Linked DNA regions of Mus musculus: region 1 is linked to region 2. The links are chromatin contacts, called in public HiCAR-type maps. All regions are on one chromosome and are shown on one strand. Each heading gives the region's core, a stretch centred on a gene start, on an enhancer-like site or on the middle of the called end of the contact. The rest is flanking DNA. Distances are from core to core; before and after follow the strand shown. Region 1 overlaps Hmcn1 (hemicentin 1). Region 2 has its middle 79 kb from the start of Gm41967.

What was found. HiCAR-type assays count read pairs that join an accessible place to other places.
Region 1: a HiCAR-type map of fibro-adipogenic progenitors shows a contact between it and region 2, with 2.9 times the contacts expected there. The contact joins two enhancer-like sites.

Annotation. Positions count from the first base shown.
Region 1 is chr1:150,872,028-150,875,417 of GRCm38.p6, reverse strand. All of the region lies in intron 2 of Hmcn1 (hemicentin 1), which reads left to right. Among named protein-coding and RNA genes, the nearest start is that of Hmcn1, 120 kb to the left of the region's middle. Within about 2 kb of position 1,972, at least 31 of the 459 cell types and tissues checked have an H3K27ac peak or open chromatin away from gene starts, as enhancers often do. A contact at or near this core is called in fibro-adipogenic progenitors, where this site is marked.
Region 2 is chr1:150,549,688-150,552,940 of GRCm38.p6, reverse strand. It overlaps the pseudogene Ska2l-ps. Among named protein-coding and RNA genes, the nearest start is that of Gm41967, 79 kb to the right of the region's middle. Within about 2 kb of position 1,345, at least 8 of the 459 cell types and tissues checked have an H3K27ac peak or open chromatin away from gene starts, as enhancers often do. A contact at or near this core is called in fibro-adipogenic progenitors, where this site is marked.

The DNA.
Region 1 (3,390 bases), core at 723-3,222, 320 kb before region 2:
TTGACTGTTCTGGGCCTTGTAAAGGAGAATTAAATAGAGAAAATAAAAAAGGGTCATACAGATAGGGTCATGGCTGAGCTAAAGTGTCTTAGGAGTTTGATGTATGATGTGATGCGAAAGCAGCTTCAGGATGAAAGCAATTGTTGGTACTTTCATCCTCCTGCCTCAAAGTGTTTCTGGGGTATAACAGGAGAAGTTGAGGTGTTCCGAGCCCTGACTGTGAGTCCCACCGACTCACCCTCAGACCCAGTTTGTTTCTTTTCTTCACTCAGGCCTGTACTAGAAGGTACATTATCTTTGGGATCTGAAACCAAAAGTGTAAAAAGTTAGTTGTCAAATATAATCAACAGCCTGTGAGATGTTCTGAGTTTGTGCTTTTCAAACTTTGTGCCAGGAGCCATGATAAAACATGTGCATGTTATATATCAAAAAAACAAACAGACAAAAAAAAACAATTTGCTTTTGTGAGACAGTTTTACTACACTCTCAGTGGCTTCTGCGGCTCTCATCTTACTGGGCTCTTTGTCACTTTCCATGGTTCTTGTAGACTCACAATATCTTGTTCATAGTTACCTTTCCCCTCAGGGCTATGGTCATGCCCGGCAGGCCACTGCAGTGTGTGCTACCATCCTATTTAGATAGTACCTCCCCACTCCTTGATCTACTGGTCTATCTCAGTGGACTTCCTCTGTTACATTTTAGTCTGGAATTCTCGCAAACACCCTGGATCTTACCACTCTTTCAAGTCTTCCTTTCCTCAGATAATTGATTCAGGCATCTCCGTCTCCATCAGCACACTGTCAGCAGAGATAGGCCGCAGCTTCTTAGCTTCCCCTTTGTCCTCAGGTCCAACAGGAGGTTCCGTCACGAGGCTGGCATGCTTTCTCCCAGGCCATTAGACCTTCTGATCGCTCTCGTTCCACCATTCTAGTGCAGAGACTTATCATTTTAAAACACTGTTCTGTCTTCCCTGTGCAGCAGCGTTCAGTTCCAAAGGCAGAACCTCATGACTATCTGCATGGTTCATGCTTATCCATCAGTTTGCCAAGTGTTGGGAAAGTCTCACAACACGGCCCAATATACCACCGGCTCTAGAGGATGGAGTGATAGATAGCTACTCCAGAATGTGCACATGAGCACAGGTCAAAGTGAAGTTTGAAGGATAGTATTTAATTAGTTGCAGTGTTAGCCGAGCAGCTTGAGTGGGAACTCTGGGGCTGCTTCTGTTTGTGCATGTCTTGGTGTGCACACGGAACTGAGTTATAGTTAATGAATATGCAGATGAATTTGCATAAGCATCCCTTGATTTTAATTATGTTTCCTATCAGTAATCCTCCATCCCTTTGCCCTTATAGCGTGTTGCTACAATGGCCATTAAATTGCTACTTAATATGCAGTCACTTTTTTCTCCCTTACAATTGAAAAATCTTTAGATGTTGAGATTCTCTGAGGAAAAAAAAAGTTGTTAGAGAATTGTTTATCCCATTAAGGGATTATCCCTGGTGGCATTCCATGTTCTTGGTTGCCTCCGTCTCTACATTCACCTATTTTACTGTGAACCTCTGAGCACAAGAGCCCCATAGTTCTCACGTAGCCTGTGCTTCATCTAGAGGAAGAACCACGGTTATAGGGAGGGGTTTCGATAGTTGTTGGATAAATGAATAACACTTAAAAAAAAAAAAGAACATTAGCAACAACATTGTATGAGAATGATTTAAACTCAATGGTACAAAGATACCTTAAAAATCCAATCTCAGTTTTCATAATATTTTAGAGACTCAGAAAGGCCACTTAAGGGGAGAATTCAAGCCCAAGACCTATTAGCAAGAGATTTACAGTGCTTGCTTCTTTCTCTGTAAGAATACAGCTGAACTCTCTTCACAAAAGTCCGAAGAGACTGAAAATAGCTACATTCCAAATAAGACCTGGCACAGCACGGCTGTTTCCTGCCTCTCCCCGCTTGTGTTTTGAAGGATCTTCAGGGAGTGCCCGAATCCTCCCTGCGCCATCTGTCTCCAGGGTGAAGGATCCTGCTTCCTGACTCACACCCCGTTGACTCTCTTGGCAGTGTTCTTCCCAACATCCTCTGGAATTGGGTCTGATGCAGTCAATATGTAGGGTCATTTGATTTTTTTACCTCCAAAAAGACAAAAACAAAACAAAAGAAAACACTACTCTCTTGGAAGTGGAGCTGGGGTCCACATCTCTAGACATTTGCTCTGGGCGAGGCATGTCTAATTAATTATTATTTATTGCTGTTTTGTTTTGGCTTTGTGTTGTCATAAGATCCACAAGGGCCCAATTAGAATATCTTGTTGAGAAAGAAATGAGATATTCAGTTTTTCCTTTCATTCAACACTGAGTGCTATTACACACATCAAGAGACCATGGGAGTATTTTAATTCGAAACTTTCTAGTGAATGCTTCTCTTTTCAATAAAAGCAAAAACTTTATTAAGTAAGGGCCAAATCAAACAAGCAAACAAACAAACATAACAAGTCTAGATTGCATTAACACTTCATATTTAATGTAAGAAGTATATACTGTTTTCTTTGTTTGGAGAGTGTTTTATTGTTTCATAAATTAGTATGAGTAACTAAGTATGTTATATATTTTATAAAATTTTCATAGATTTTTTGGACATTATAATTTCCTGACCTTTCTGACCCCACCTCCCACCCCACCCCCTGCCAAAACAAGTCAAGTACAGCAAAGATTACCGCTCTATTAAAACTGAACTTGGACCTGTGGAAGATCAAACATCTAAAAAAAAAATCCCTTCACATTTAAATTGGTCTTTAAAAGTGAGAAGAGAATGCTGTTTGAGGCTTATTAAATACTCGCCTATTAACATCGCCTCTGTCTTAGTTTATTTTCCCATTGAGAAGTGGAATGAGAAAACTAATCTAAACATTTGTAAGAAACACTGACAGAAGTTTCTATGCTTACATCATTACGCTGATTGCGAATTTATACATGTATTTTATTTCTTTTCATCTGGTGGACAGAGAATTTAAGTTGAAAGGCAAATGAACTTTCTCTCTGGGGGAAAGGAGGGGATGACAAATGACAACCACTGGTGTTCAGATCACACAGAGCTTGGCCATTAATACAGTTGTAAATATGTAGGAAAGAGGGCTGCCTGGGGTCACATTCTTTATGAGAAATTATAAAGCTTGTTGAGTTTTAGGAAAAAAAAATTATTGGCACTATTATGCGTCTAACTATTTTATCCAAATGTTTTAGGGAACAAAAAGCACATCAGTCAAACACTTGAAATACCAAAAAAAAATATTCCACAAAAATAATAACCGAGAGATTTCTACATAGCTGAATGGCACTTACAACTTTTGTATATAGTTTTGATCCTCCCAAAATGCAAACCTCTCC
Region 2 (3,253 bases), core at 96-2,595:
GGTGTGCTTGACATGGCCAAGCCCAGGCCAATAATATACATTCACTCAAGACTTTATCCAATCTTTACATATTCACTGAGGAATTTCTCCCACTCCCCACAGGAATTCTTTTTCCAAAAGCTGTAATATAATGGTGGTGTTTTTGGTGATAGAAGAAACACTTATGTGCTGCATTTTGCCTGTAACAGGACAAACAGCCAAAAGTTGTCTGTGGGTACAGATAAAGATAAGAGAAGTAGGAAAAATCGGTAAAGCAAGGTGCTGGAGAGTACAGGCCACATCTAATGCAGTGGTTCTCAATCTTCTTAATGCAGTGTCCCTTTAATACAGTTCCTCATGTTGTGGTGACCTCCAACCATAAAACTGTTTTTGTTGCTACTTCATAACTAAATTTAATACTGTTATGAATTGTAATGTTAATATCAGATATGTATGATGGCCTTAGGTGACCCCTGTGAAAGGGTTGTTGGACCTGCAAAGGGTTCGTGACCTACAGGTTGAGAACTGTTGACCAAATGGAAAGCCTAGGAGAGAATACACAGATAAACAAAACCTGTACTACCTGCTCTTCTAGAGCTTCCAGAATGAAAGACCATAGGCCAAGTCCCTTAAACAACAGAAATGTGTTTCTCACAGTTCTGGAAGCTACAAGTCCCAAATGAAGGTCCTGGCAAGTCTGGGTTCCCCTGAGTCCTTTCACGGAGTTGTAGATAACCATGTCCCTACTGTGTTTTCACTTGGCCCCTTTTCTGTATCTATTTCTCAGGTGTGTCTTCCTCTTCTATAAGAACACTGGTCTTCTTCAGTTTCCCAGGTGGCTTGTGATTAGAGATGGAAAAGGCTGAAAGCTTATACCAGCCAGGCAAGGACCTTGTCTTCCAGAAAGAGATTCCACACAGTTCACGCAACTTGTCTGACCAACTTGTAGGCGTGAATAGAGAGGAGAGAAGGATAATGGATGGTCTGTTGAACATGAACCTCAAATCAGGACTGCAAAGATAAACTTTGCAATGGACTTCCTCGTTCCTGTTCCCAATGTGGTCATGTTGAATAACAACCTTTTTCTGTTTTTCACTAAGTTTTTTTTCTTTAATTGGCCAACTAAAGATGGGAGACTGAGCCTACCTTGCCAGGGCTCTCAGGGCCCATGTTCTGATCCTAATAATGCAGTTAACAGAATCCCTTTGTCCTTGTCCAATTGGTTTGTGGGCTCCTGCAGTGTCTGTGAATCTTTTAGTCCACAATGTCCTGATGTTTCCAGGCACTTCCACCTCTGAGTCAGACAGTGGGATAGAGACCAGCTCATCGTACTCTGGCTCAGGTTCCTAAACAAAGTATTTCCATGTGTACAGGCAGTACATGACATGGCCCATTGGCCACAGGCTACTTCAACTCTGTAGGGACACTGAACAATGTACCAGCAGACTTGCTAGGGTATCTAAAACACATTTTCAAAATGTCAAGTGACCCTCAGTGACCAGCCTGCTGAGTAACTCTGTGCTCAAGGGGTCCTTAGTGGGGATGCTGCAGCCAAGTTTTCAGAGTGTGATTACCTCTCCACCTAGTCAGAAATTTCCCTGCCAAGCAAGCAGCAGGAGAGCATGTAACTGCTCAAAGTGACTGTAGTTTTCCAACTACCACATTCTGCCAAGGCTCTGTTTCAAATTTTCTATTCTCAGAGAAGCAGCCTAGGAATCTGCAAGTTCTTCATCATGGATTCTAGGAGACCTCCTCAAGCCCCTTCTATAACCTCAGTCCTGCAACTGGCCACTCACCTTAGCTGCATTAGCATGCATGCCCTGCACCCAACACCCATCTTCTGCCAGGATTTACCTGTCTTTCCTTGAGGCCTGTAGCAGTGCTTGTTGAAGATGTAAATATGATACTAAGCTAGCAACATCTTCAATAAACTGCTTGCCACTCAACCCACTTCTGGAGAGAGCATTAGAAAGTTAAGGCAAATGCGTGTTCTTTATTACTAGTTGGGTGTTTTGCCTCAGTCACTCATATAGGCTCAGTGGTACAACTTATATTCAGAGTTTGGGTAACACTCAGGTCCTCCCTAAGATGAGACTAAAGGGTATTTTACCTCCTTTTCCTAAGCTTTTCTAAGGCCACACAGTTACACGGAGGATATGTTTCATAATTCAAGATAGATTATGATTGTAAAGGGAGAATGTTCAAAGTATAAAGAGGCCACACCAAGTAGACAAACCCAATATTAACTCTTCTCTGCATTGCACTAAATATTGCATTGCTAATAATCAAGATCTACTAACATCTGGGTACTTGATCATCCATATCAGCAGTTTCCTCTTATCAGGCTAAATCAGTATGAACAGACACATAGGATCTTTTAAGAATCAACAAATAAGAGATTCAAGAGGTAGAGGGGTGTGGCCCTCCTGCCAAGGCACAGTCTCAATCTCTTTCTACCTGGTGCTGGCAGATCAGGATGTAAAGCTCTCAACTATTGCTCTATTCCCTGCCTTCCTGCCTGCCACTCATTCTGCCACGATCATAACAGACTAACCCTCTGAAACTGTAAACAATCTCCTGATTAAGTGTTTTCTCGAATAAGCTGCCTTGGTCATGATGTCTCTTCATGGAAATAGAATAATAACTAAGATAACAAGCAAATACAATGTATAGACAACACAGTCATCAAGTGGTAATAAAATTTGTGTAGGCACAGAAACACAAATCAATGCTTATGAAGGACTCTTAGCATCAGAACCTATAGGCTATTTGGAGTCAATATATATGGGAAAAAACTCAGCAATGGGGGGAGAGAAAAAGACCACAATCCAAACTTTAGAAAAATAGCTGATTTCTAGCAGATATAAAAAGTTACTGGATTAGAAAGATCTGCACTATTTTTTGTACATATACCACAATGTCAGACAGTGTAGGGCATTGTTGAAACTCTGGATCCAAAGGCTAGTACTTGTGGCTCTGTTCATTTCTTTCTTTAAGTCCCTTCTACAGAATAGACCAGGTGGTCCACAGTATCCTACTATATGTCAAACATGTGAAAAGCTCACTTTTTTTTTTAACATTGCTTTATTCCCATCCCATCCTTTTGGTTTTCAGTCATATGACATCTACGCTTCTTACAATTTCCTCATATGAAATGCATCACGATCCTCTCAGTCAAGGAAAACGTCAGGCTTCCTCATCAGCCCCAGCCTCTAGAGGTCTTGCCGAATCTTTGGAATTGCTCTTCTCTCCACCAGAGTTCCTCGTTAACATT